Linked DNA regions of Mus musculus: regions 2, 3 and 4 are each linked to region 1. Evidence: chromatin contacts called from public HiCAR-type and HiChIP or PLAC-seq data. All regions are on one chromosome and are shown on one strand. The core of a region is the stretch at or near the end of the contact, and the rest is flanking DNA. Distances in the headings are between cores, read along the strand shown. Region 1 holds the start of Crebzf (CREB/ATF bZIP transcription factor). Region 2 has its middle 19 kb from the start of AI314278. Region 3 holds the start of Prss23 (protease, serine 23). Region 4 overlaps Dlg2 (discs large MAGUK scaffold protein 2).

Evidence for each region. HiCAR-type assays count read pairs that join an accessible place to other places. HiChIP or PLAC-seq counts read pairs in DNA pulled down with a chosen protein or histone mark.
Region 2: a contact with region 1 is called in an H3K4me3 HiChIP or PLAC-seq map of bone marrow-derived macrophages, with 6 times the contacts expected there. The contact joins the enhancer-like site here to the promoter of Crebzf in region 1. A contact is called at or near these places in 7 of 39 promoter capture datasets (the 3T3-L1 cell line, 3T3-L1-derived adipocytes, hippocampal neurons and 3 more) and 3 of 115 datasets of contacts at active chromatin or transcription factors (bone marrow-derived macrophages, fibro-adipogenic progenitors and pancreatic cancer cells).
Region 3: a HiCAR-type map of astrocytes shows a contact between it and region 1, with 4 times the contacts expected there. The contact joins the promoter of Prss23 here to the promoter of Crebzf in region 1. A contact is called at or near these places in 2 of 39 promoter capture datasets (pre-B cells and second pharyngeal arch cranial neural crest), 9 of 115 datasets of contacts at active chromatin or transcription factors (astrocytes, craniofacial prominence, embryonic hindbrain and 5 more) and 1 of 9 other capture datasets (adipose tissue).
Region 4: a contact with region 1 is called in an H3K4me3 HiChIP or PLAC-seq map of embryonic basal ganglia, with 7 times the contacts expected there. The contact joins the enhancer-like site here to the promoter of Crebzf in region 1. A contact is called at or near these places in 2 of 39 promoter capture datasets (cranial neural crest and hippocampal neurons), 12 of 115 datasets of contacts at active chromatin or transcription factors (SST interneurons, astrocytes, differentiating embryonic stem cells and 7 more) and 1 of 9 other capture datasets (pancreatic islet).

What each region holds. Positions count from the first base shown.
Region 1 is chr7:90,441,371-90,444,305 of GRCm38.p6, forward strand. Crebzf (CREB/ATF bZIP transcription factor) reads left to right here and starts at 1,411. Exons shown (of 1, transcript NM_145151.3): 1 at 1,411-2,935. The coding sequence starts at 1,645. The coding sequence ends at 2,721.
Region 2 is chr7:89,443,836-89,446,770 of GRCm38.p6, forward strand. No RefSeq gene overlaps it. Among named protein-coding and RNA genes, the nearest start is that of AI314278, 19 kb to the left of the region's middle. Within about 2 kb of position 1,471, at least 48 of the 459 cell types and tissues checked have an H3K27ac peak or open chromatin away from gene starts, as enhancers often do. A contact at or near this core is called in bone marrow-derived macrophages, fibro-adipogenic progenitors and pancreatic cancer cells, where this site is marked.
Region 3 is chr7:89,516,163-89,519,097 of GRCm38.p6, forward strand. Prss23 (protease, serine 23) reads right to left here and starts at 1,424. Exons shown (of 2, transcript NM_029614.4): 1 at 1,285-1,424.
Region 4 is chr7:91,261,084-91,264,018 of GRCm38.p6, forward strand. The region is part of intron 1 of Dlg2 (discs large MAGUK scaffold protein 2); the gene reads left to right. Among named protein-coding and RNA genes, the nearest start is that of Gm24552, 20 kb to the left of the region's middle. Within about 2 kb of position 1,433, at least 89 of the 459 cell types and tissues checked have an H3K27ac peak or open chromatin away from gene starts, as enhancers often do. A contact at or near this core is called in SST interneurons, differentiating embryonic stem cells, embryonic basal ganglia and 4 more, where this site is marked.

The DNA of each region.
Region 1 (2,935 bases), core at 161-2,660:
CAGGACAGCCAGGGCTATACAGAGAAACCTTGTCTTGAAAAACAAAACAAAACAAAACAAAACAAAACAAAACAAAACAAAACAAAACAAGAGTTGCCTTGGTCATGCTGTCCCTTCACAGCAATGGAAACCCTAATTAAGACATTTGTCTTTATGGAAGATGTCATGCATACTTTTACACAGAGTTTCATGGTGGTCAGGTCATATTGCTGCATACTCTCGATTATCAGCAGGAAACTCTTCCACCAAACTGTGCTTTGCTTAAAAATGCCTAAAATTGGGCTGGTGAGATGGCTCAGTGGGTAAGAGCACCCAACTGCTCTTCCGAAGGTCAGGAGTTCAAATCCCAGCAACCACATGGTGGCTCACAACCATCCGTAATGAGATCTGACTCCCTCTTCTGGAGTGTCTGAGGACAGCTACAGTGTACTTACATATAATAAATAATAAATAAATCTAAAAAAATAAAATAAAATAAAATGATTTAAAAAAAATGCCTAAAATTAAGAACTCTGGGATCATACTCTTGAAGTTTGAATCAACACTGGCTACTCAGTGTGTTAAACTGAATTACATTACTTTGTTTGTCCTGGTGGTTGCAGAAGCCCCCCCCCCCCCCCCCCCCCCCCCCCCCCCCCCCCCCCCCCCCCGCACTATTGGCCCAATGTGTAGTGAGGCTTAAAAGAATTCGTTACATCAGTGCTATGTGCATGAACTCATTGAATAAAAAGTGAAGTGTTTTGTTCAAGACTTGGTCTTTTCAAAAAGCTGGTATTTTAAAAACGGAAAAAGCCTAAGTAACTACCATGACTTGACAAAAGAAAAAAAAAGCAGAAAACAAACAGCAAAACAAGAGACCAGTAAACAAACCAACCACCCACTCTTGGCAAAGGAGCTAATTCTGCAAGTGACCCTTATTGCAAAAACAAATGATAAATAAAAATGATGTAATAATGACAATAATAGCAGTAATAGTATTATGAAAGATCATTTTCTGAGACTAAGGACCTCTGAATGTCGCCTGGGGAGTTAGTGTCAGTACGTGACTGCGTTCCCCAGAATTTGGTAACACTTCTGATTTAAAGTCTTTTGTTTTAACGGGGACTATTTCCTTATGCGTGCTGTTTTTTGCTTGCAGTTTAGAGAGAAACAGCAAAAATAAAAGCGTTCACAAAAACAGTTTTTTTTTAATATAGCTACGTCAAATATGTCTAGATGTCATATTGGATCGAGGAGAGTGGTACCGGGTAGTACCGATGAGTGGGGGGGGGGTGGAAACTAGGTTTTATTGTGTTTTGCCTGCTGCTCCTATGACATCACCGCAAAGCCGAAGTTACTGCACCTCGAAAGCACTCGGAATCTCGCGATACTCTGGCTGGAGCGAAGCGCGTTTTTGTGGGCGGGGTGGGCAGAGAGTAACTTCCGGCCAGGCCGCTGTCTGGGTGGCGCGGCCGAGTCCTCCCCCGGGCCTCGCCGCTTCGCGCTTCCACTGCCTTCCCCCCGCCTCGTGCGGGGGGTTGGGCGGCCGCCGGAGGCCACTCGGACCTTGCCCCGCGCCTGCGGTCGGCCCGGCGCCGTGGCTCTGCGCGCTGGGGGCCCGGGGTCGGAGTGGCTGCGGCCTACCCGGGCCCGCCGCTCAGCCCCATGAGGCACAGCCTGACCAAGCTGCTGGCAGCCTCGGGCCGCGACTTCCCGAGCCGCCGCGACAGCCGGGAGCCGCCCGCCACGCGCGCGCCGCCCCGGGAGCCGAGCGGGGCAGCCGCGGGGGCGGAGACCCCGAGGCCCGGATCGCCTGACCGCGAGCAACCTCACGGGGACGGGGACGGGGGCGAGCCGGAGGCCCGGAGCGGGAGCCGCGGCAGCGTGGCCGTGCGCGCGCCCGCGCCCTCGCCCCTGAAGATGGAGGAGGAGGAGGAGGACGCGATCGCCATGGTCCCCAAGGAAGAGCCGGAGGACATGGACTTTCTCTCCGGGCTGGAGCTGGCCGATCTGCTGGACCCTCGGCAACCGGACTGGCACCTGGAGCCCGGGCTCAGCTCGCCCGGGCCCCTGTCCTCGTCCGGCGGAGGCTCGGAGAGCGGCGGCCTGTTGAGGGGGGACGACGACGACGACACCGCGGCCGCCGAGATGCAGCGCTTCTCCGACTTGCTGCAGAGGCTGTTGAACGGCATCGGAGGCTGCAGCAGCGGCGGTGACCGCGGCGGCGGGGAGAAGAGGCGGAGAAAGTCCCCGGGAGCAGGAGGCGGTGGCGCCAACGACGGCAACCAGGCGGCGACCAAGAGTCCCCGGAAGGCGGCGGCGGCCGCTGCCCGTCTTAATCGGCTCAAGAAGAAGGAGTACGTGATGGGGCTGGAGAGTCGGGTCCGGGGACTGGCAGCCGAGAACCAGGAGCTGCGGGCCGAGAATCGGGAGCTGGGCAAGCGCGTGCAAGCACTGCAGGAGGAGAGTCGCTACCTACGGGCCGTCCTGGCCAACGAGACCGGACTAGCTCGCCTGCTGAGCCGACTGAGCGGCGTGGGACTGCGGCTGACCACCTCCCTCTTCAGAGACTCGCCCGCCGGCGACCACGACTACGCCCTGCCGGTGGGGAAGCAGCCGCCGGAGCCGCGGGAAGAGGACGACGCGGCGGGAGGAGTGTGTCTCCATGTGGACAAGGATAAGGTGTCGGTGGAGTTCTGCTCGGCGTGCGCTCGGAAGGCGTCGTCGTCTCTTAAAATGTAGGGTCAAGTAATCTGCTCTTTATCCGCGTTTACCCCTTTCTCCTCCCTTACACCATGTCAAACACCTTAGTGGGACATCGTCACCGGACGCATTTCAGAGGCGGAAAAAAAAGTAATATTAAATCTTTTAAGTGTTTAGCTAAAAGCATGAATGTGACACTGTAACCAACTCCTAATGATAACCTGTGACTATTAAATCTCTCTGACAGTTTCTT
Region 2 (2,935 bases), core at 221-2,720, 1.0 Mb before region 1:
CCCAGCTCCCAGCATTCCTTCGTGACTCTGTTCTGTCACTGTACCCACTCTTCCTGGCACTCTGGATCTTTTTAGTCATTGATTTATTCTATAGTCTCTGCTTCTTCCCCGGGTTCAACTCCTACTTCTGTTTGTCTTCTCACACTTTGTTGTAGTGGTTTGGGTGAAAATGGCTCCCATACTTAGTCTCCAGTTGGTGGAACTGTCTGGGAAGCATTCGGAAGTACAGCCTTGATTGAGGAGGTGTGTCACTGAGTGCAGGCTTTGAGGTTTTAAAAACCCATTTCCTTCCCAGTGTCTCTCCTGCTGCCTCATTTTTGTGAATAAGGATATAAGCTTTCAGCTGCTGTTCTAGTACTATGTCTGATTGCCTGCTGCCATGCTCTCTGCCATGACGATCATGAACTCTAACCCTCTGGAAACCTGAGCCCCAAATTGGGTGCTTTCTTTTATACGTTGCCTTGGTCATGGTATTTTGTTATGGCAATTGAAAGGTAACTAAGACATCTGTTTTGTAGAAAATTTCTTCCAATTAAAATAGTCCAATATTAAAATATTGGAAGAAACATGGTGGCTCATTGGGATTTAAAAAGGAAATAAAACTTCCATGTCTCAGAAATCTCCTGAAGCTTACAAGATTCAAAAGGCCCTTTGAAGTAGGAGGTTCTTTGGGACTTAGTAACTTATGTCAAATGATGGTTTGCTGAGGCACACAGGAGAAAGGATGTCTTGCTAAAGCAGGCACATGAAAGAGTGTTTTCCTGAAGCAGACACAGGTGAGAGGATGTTTTGATATAGTAAACATGTGAAAGGACCTTCGATGCAAGCATATAAATATGACTCCATAGACCGTGGGAGACGAGCACCAAGCATTGGTTTGGCTGTTTTCTGCCTCGTTATTCTTTGCTAATGGCGTACATGTGTTGGTTTGTCTTACATAGCGTTGTTGAGCTGAACTTGTGGTACTGCTGCCATTGAGAGAAACCTGCCCAAGAATTGCTCTTGAGGTTCCTGCGGCAGCTTGCTGTTGTCTGCAGCCTTGCCTCAGGCCAGTGGGCGAGCACTGTAGTTTCTTCACCATTGAACTACAGCTGCTGGTTTGTGCCTGGTAGCTGCCTGCCTAGAGAACTGATGTGCAGCTTGCCGAGTTGTATTTGGTGTTTGCTATGGGACTTAACTGATGTTAAAGAAGTTCAAGTTCACCCCCAAAGAACTATTGCTGAACAAGAGTCCACTTCCCCCGTATCCTAATAACTTTTCTCTCTCACTATCTTAGCTGGGTGGTGGGCTAGAGGAGAGGTTGAACCCTTATTAAAAGTATATTGCAAAAAAATATGTCAATAGCTCTTTCCAAAGGTTACACAAGAAGTCACAACAATTTCTGTGGAAAGAAGTCTCTCAAACAGGCCTTCCAGTTGCTCAGGAAACTATGGAAGAGGCTGTTTGAGGTATTACCACACTGTTGGCTTTCGGGCAGTGCAGCAGCGTATGAGTCACCCATGTTTTGTATGTAACCCCACCCACACTTACTATTTCATTTACTTAAGACTTGTGGGGAACTATTTCTTTGTTCTGTTGTTGCTTCACTACGCAGAGGGCAGGATGTGACCGTCCATGTCTCTTCAGGAAAAGTCACAACATTCACTTCCTCCTGTGAAAATGACATCCCAAATCATTACCTTGCCTCTCAATCTATATCCAGGGGTTCTTGACATTTCAGTTCGGGCTCAGTTTTCAGCCATTTACTGGAGTGTTGGAAAGTAGGGGTCTGAGTCTCCCAATGCAAACTTCCCTTTTAATCAAATTCCTGGAGTCTCAAAGATGCAGGTTTCGCTGCACTGTTGTTGAAGATGCTTAAAGATGTTAAAGATGCTTCTTGCCTCCGGTCTCATTTTGAAATCCCGTGCAACACTTTCTAAGATATCCATTTTTGAAAATCTGGATGTCACTACTAGAGCAAAACAGTTTCAATACAGGATGACTACGACAGAAAACAATCTCTGTAACATATCACATTGTTGAAGACATAATTCAAAATTACTAAAAGGTGGAAAGGAAAGGTAGGTCAGTGGGTAAACACATTTGCTGCTAAGCCTGACAACCCTAATTTAACTGATGGAACACACATGGTGGAAGGAGAGAAGCAACTTCTACAAGTGTCCTCTGACTTTGACATGTATACAATGGCACTCATGCACTCACATACATAGGAATACATATACACAAATAAATGGAAAAGTATACCAATCTTTAATTACTACAAAATAATACAAACATGTAAATCATACTTTATAGGGAATGCAATACACAGAGACAACCATTTAGATGAACTAGGTATTAGAATTAGCTAGTAATGATATTAAAATAGCTTATGATAGTTCTGTTCAAAGACTTGCGGGCAATATACCTACCTGCAAAAATGTAAGACTTAGGTTGGGATCTCTCACTGGAGAATAAATAATTTTGATCAAGGAGTGAATAAAAATGTGCAGATAAACAACTTATACAAAAGTAAAAAAAAAGTGATTAATGTACAACTGAAAATACAATATATGAAATAAAGCATTCTCTGGATAAATGGCATAGTAGCTGATAGGTGACACAAGGCACCTGAGAAGAGCTCAGTAGAAATCACTGATTTGTCCTGTTGACAGTGTCCTTGGCTTTAAAGAAGCTTTTCAGTTTCCTGAGGTCCCATTTATTAATTGTTGGTCTTAGTACCTGAGCTGTGGGTGTTCTGTTTAATAAGGTGTCTCCTGTGCATTCAAAGCTATTTCCCACTTTCTTTTTTTATTAGATTTAATGTATCTGATTTTATGTTGAGGTCTATAGAATGGGAATAGATCTTCACTAACCCTATATCCAACAGAGGGCTAATATCCAATATATATATACTCAAGAAGTTAGACACCAACAACCCAAATAATCCAATTAA
Region 3 (2,935 bases), core at 174-2,673, 930 kb before region 1:
AATGTAGTGCCTTCAAAAGAATCCTCGGTCTCTTTATCCCGTCCCCAATCCAGTTCTAAGAGACTCTTTAAAAATGTTCACTGAATAACACAGGCTAGCCTCAAGTTCACTGGCCTTCCCCAGCCTTCGAAGTGTTAGGATTCACAGGCATGCACTACTGTACCTCACTCCTAGGAGACTCCTAGAAAGACAGGTAATAGTTCTTTTAAACACTTTCCCCCCCCGAAACAATGTCTAACAATATCCTGATACTAATTTGCAATAGGGATTTTGGAAAAACCTAACTTCAACTATAAATCAAACTCTTCTCACAGAGCCTGATAAGGCTATTTTGTATTGACCTATCTGTCCTTAAGGCATTCGCTAGGACCTCTCAAGTTCACTTACAAGACCTGGGAGTAGCAATTTCTATACTAACCGAGATCCTGAATCATCTGGAACTTTCCACAGGCTACGGGCTGTTTCTAAATTCTCGTGGATGTCACCCAATGGACAATAAAACAAACAGGATTTTAATCAGAGGCTTTTCTCAAGGGATGCTCTGAGGGAGGTGGGAGGGAGAATCGGCTCCATTTCAGGAGGGGGTGGTATTGCTCCATCTAAACACATCTTCCTCTCTTAAAAGTTCTAGGGGAGGGCAAATCTTTTCTTTCAGTTAGCAATTTGTGATAAATGGCTACATGCTGAAGAAATATTTGCTTCCAACAACTGTTGATAGCCCAGGCATAATTTTCTAGATTTAGCACTCAGAGCAAAGTCGGCACCCAGCACAGAGCCTGATCCCAACTTGTGTTTGCTGACTTTTTCTTGCTTGTTAAGGTGTGTTCATAGTCACGTGCCAGGTTAAAAATTAATGCTCAGAGCACGATGAAGTCAGATACAGTAGGCGCAAAACTCAAAGAAAGAAAATGGTAGAGGTTACAGTGTGTGTTCGTGGGGGAGAGCCTACCTTGACCTCTCCAGGGACACCTTGCCATACACAGCTCCACTTGACCCCTAGACAACACCTTGCATCCAAGACAGCGCTTTCAAAACCTTCTTTTCCCCATCCACTTTAAGAGAGACACTGAGTGAATCCAAACGCTGTACAGAGCCGGTGTCCGGGGAGGGAGGCTCTTTCAGGCTCTTGTCCTAAGCCCAGAGTCTGTGCGGAAGCCACGGCAAACTCCCCGGTGTTACCCGCAGCCACCCCACCCCGCGCGCACCCGACTCTTTGTCCGGCTCCGGCACACGCCTGGTCCTTCGGACCCAGCGGGAGACGCCGGGTCCCCGCATCGCACTCACCCGCGTGGAGCAGCCCGCCGGGGCCGCGGCCGTGCGCCGCTCAGACAGGTGTGGGCGCCCGGAGGACGCGCGCGGCTCCCATGCCTGCTCCGCAGAGTGGCCGAGTGCGAGCCTGAGGTCCAGCAGAGCCTGCAGCACCCGGTCCGCCCCCCATCCCCTCCCCTTCGCCTCCCGGGCCCTCCCGCCCCGCCCCCAGCCGCGAGCCGCGCAGCCCGCCGGCCGTCGCCTCCCCTTCCCCTAGCCGCCTGCCTCCAGCCAGCGTCACCCTGCTATTCAGAGGTCCAGAACCCTCGGGCCCCGCGCAGGTGGGTCTCCGCAGCGCGTCACCACCAGCGGGTCCCCGTACTCGATGCCCCTGCACCGTGTCCGATGAACGGCTCCTACCAGTGACTCTTGCACTCTCCCGCTCTAGACAACTTCACACCAAGTTCTAGGGGTCTACATTGCCCAGAGTCTGCTAAAGCAATGCTCCAGAGTGGGCGGTCCCTTCCAACCTTCCAGTCCTCCAGCACCCCGGGTGCGTGGAGCGCCGCTAGGCAAGTTTGCAAAGCAGAATTCAAACTTGTAAGCTCCTCACCCGTGCGCATTCTGTGCGCCTTGAATAGTGACGACCGAGCTCCTTTCCACCTTAGTTCCTCCTCTAGCGCTTCTAGAGTGTACCTCAGTTTGTAATCCAGAGGCAGGCTACCGAGGTTGCAGGCCCTGCAGTTCAGCTGCTAGCATACTGGGTCCCAGAGCACAGCAAGGGATCGCGGACTTGGCAGCTTCCCAGGGGTTGACTGGTGACGCCCCCGGCCTGGTCTTTACTGGGGCACCAGGGCACCAGCTGGTGGAGCCACCTCCTAGCTTATGGTGCCTGTTTCCCTAAATCACTGGAGAAGTCCACACCTGGGGGACTGAGTCAGCCTGGTGACCTCACTATTTAAATATCTAATGCTATATAGTCTTAGTAGTCTCTTAAGACTATCCACACATCCATTTCTGTGAACCAACCCTTCATGCAGGTCATGGAGATGAAAAGGGTGGAGCTGTGGATTTCCCCTCAGGACTGGAGGACTGGAGAGGCCTAATCTTGCTAGCAGTCAGACAGCTCCTGAACAGTAGGACAAAATTTTGCAGAGGTCGTTTTCTTCTCTCCTCCTCCTCCTCCTCCTCCTCCTCCTCCTCCTCCTCCTCCTCCTCTCCCTCCTCCTCCTCTCCCTCCTCCTCCTCCTCCTCCTCTCCCTCCTTCTCCTCCTTCTCCTCCTCCTCCTGCTCCTCCTCCTCCTCCTCTTCCTCCTCCTCCTCCTCCTCCTCCTCCTCCTCTTCCTCCTCCTTCTTTTTTCTCCTGTCAATCCCAGAGTAGCCTTCCTTTTTTCCTGTCAAAGCTTGCCCTCAGAAAGGGAGGGCCTGACATCCTATTCCACACCAGGATGTTAGTGACATGTCCAGTGAGCTAGTGTTTGCCTTGCCTTTAAATAGGAAAGCCCTGAACACATTGTTGAGTAGTGTTTCTCAAACATAAAGGAAACTAGTATTGTCCACCACGTTAAAGGCAAAACCTTCTTAGACCTCCCCTGTCTTAGCTTACATTTTCTTTTTAAACAATCCATTAATGTGAGTGTATACATAAAGCTAGGTGAAAACTTAAACGTTTGAACAACTCAAGAAT
Region 4 (2,935 bases), core at 183-2,682, 820 kb after region 1:
AGTTTAGCGTACACTAACTTCAGAGAGGAGCATGCATTATTTTAAGTAGAGGGAGGCAAAGGATCGAATATAAGATACTACTTTTTATCTAGTAACTTCTTATTATTTTTTTCTTTTGTTCTTGCTGGAGCCTTGTAAATCTGGAGCTGTCCCCTGAGGTCATCAGCAAAACTGGTTTTCAAACTATCTGCCATGTGTTTTCTATGAACCTACTTTTCATGCCTTACTGAGATTGTATGGCATGAACAAGTGACAGATCGATTTCTAAGGCCCAACAGAAGGTTTGCAAGCAGAGAGCAGAGCCACTGCCCTGTTCTGAGTCTTTGCCCAGGAGTTAATGACCTTGTTCCCCAGCTCTTTCTAGGTGTTATGATGCATATCAGACATCAATGCACTCAGACCATGCAAGTGACAGTGAGTGACAGACACAGCCACACACAGCCTTCTTACTCCAAACCTGATGATGATATCTCTGCTCTTTCCATCAACCCTCTGTGAGGAATGGTACCCAGGCAGCACTCTGAGTGCTAAGTTTACCAAGTCCCTACCCCTTGCATTCCTTATCACTTTCTCAAATCTGTCACTAAGCTATTTTGCAGCTGTGTTAGCTGCTTGCTAACTTAAAAAAATCTTTTTGCATTTTCACAGTCTCATTTATAAAAACAAAACCAAGACAGCCAAAACAAAAAGTGTATATTGGTCTTATCATTCATACTAGAACAGCATGGATACTTCCGTGGCTTCTGGGAACCTCTATGGCACCTCCTAGGTCGAAAGGGTGGGAAGGGAGGAGGAGCAGAATGTCCTTATCTTTTGAATTTGAAAAAAAAAAAAAAGTCATTAGCAGATAAAGGCTTGGCTTTGAGGCCCCCTTCACAACCCGTAGAGCAAGTGGACTCGCTGACCCGGAAAGCATTAATCTTTTGGAGCCTAATACTGCATCAGCTCTCTTTGCTGGATACTTTCCCCTCCTCCTTCCTCTACTAGCTCTTCTATGGGGGTGGGGAGGACAGTCCCTCCACTGCTGGGCGCTGTCCGCCTCTTCCCAGGAACTCAGCATCTGAGGACGTCCACGCTGAGGCAGCAGTAGTAACAGGGTCCTGTGTGTTCTCGGGGTCACGTCACTTGGGAATGGCCCACCTGCTTAAGCCAGGGACTTCTTGGCGGCACCCGGAGCGCCACCAGGCTGGCGAACCGCGTGCACCGCTCTCTCCCTTACCCCGCCCCTCCCTCCCACTTCTCTGGGCCAGCGCTCCCCACGGTGACTCTGAATTGCAGCAGCAAGCCACTGGCTTCTTACCAAATTGGGAACTGCATTGTGGATTTTTCCCCCCCTTTCTTTCTTCTTTTTTAAAATTTCCTTCAGAGGGAATAATCTCAACCCCCTTCAGCTTGCTTGACGATCTAGAGTGACTGGGGCGAGTAGGCGGGCACATCCTTTTACATGCTAATATTGCCCCACCTCCTTTGAACCCTCCTCAAAAGCGCTCTGCTTCCTTTTATTTTGATTGATTTATTTATAATTATTTTTATTTTACCTCCTTCAATTTCCGTATAGTGGGGAACCCTTCTTCGCTCTCTGTCCCTTCCCCCACCCTTCGTTCTCTTGGGAAGACAGACCCCGAGACGCACTGTACTTGCCGGCAGCAGTGCTTGCACCTAGGCTCGGGGATGGCTGCACCAGGCGCAGGGGGCAGCGATTACAGCTGCCGCTCTGTCTAGGCTGTCTAGGCAGGCTGTCGCTCCGAGAACTGGGTGAGCACCAAGTTCGGTTCCCCCAGAGAGCTGCCACTGCCGCAGCCCAAAAGGAATGTCCCCTGTTCTTAAGGACCCTGACTGTTTTACACCAATGATTTGCCACTGCAAAGTTGCTTGCACCAACAACACTTTGTCGTTGATGTTTGGATGCAAGGTAGGACAAGGGATTCATGTCTTATTTTAATGCATGCTGGCCTCCCTGGGGAGAGCAAACAATTTCTTTTGTTGTTTGTTTATGTGTCTGCCTGTTGGGAGACTGACAGATGCTGTGTGACTGCTCTGTCCACTCGCGGAGCCGGCTTGGATTTGGAGAGCTCAGTGATTTTTTTTCCAGTGCCCGGTGTTAGTTAGCATGATAGCTAGATGGTGACAGGACCCTGAATGGAGCACACAGAAGCTACAAGCACTCTTGAAAAGAGGGCGCCTTAGATGTCTCGGTGCTTGGGATTTCTTCTTGCTTTTAGCTAGTGATTAGCTCCGGGCGCTGGTATGGATGCTCTGGAAAGCATCAGACTGACTCTCACCCCTGAAACAGGGCTGTGGGCTAATAAACCCGGGACCATAGAAGTTCTCCAGATCAAACTGAGAGGCTTGGTTTCTAGTAGCTTTTCCAACGGTGAGGGAGGGGCTTATGTCTACTTTTGTCAGTAAGTCTAGAGATGTAAATATGTAGTCCTCATTTGTAGGATAGTCTTCGCTTTTACCAGTCCATTTGAAACCAACAAGCCAAATGTTTAACAAGAGATGGCCGGCACAGTTCTTCGTGAAGTTTGAAGCAAATGACCACCCCATCCTGGAGTTGTGTAAGATTGTTCAGTGTTCGAAGTAACGAGGTTTAAAGGGTTTTGAAACAGGTTACCATCCAGGGCTGCCTGTTTGAAAAGATTTATTAGAGCTTTTTTGTTGGCTGTGGTGGATCTACCAGAACTTGCTGTTAGCGAGGTTATTGCCCAAAAGTGGTCTCAGTACCTGTTCTTTGCTCGCCGGGAATATGAGCTTTTACTTACAGTGACAACTTGGTGCGTTTATTCAGTTGTTTCTAGAAATCACTTCTTTTGGTTGCTTTGATGCTATCTAAAGGGAAGTGCATGTGGGAGTGGGGATACTTTATCCATAGTAAGTGAAAGTACACATCTTTAAGTGAACACAAACCACGTGATCTCTTCTATGCTGAAAG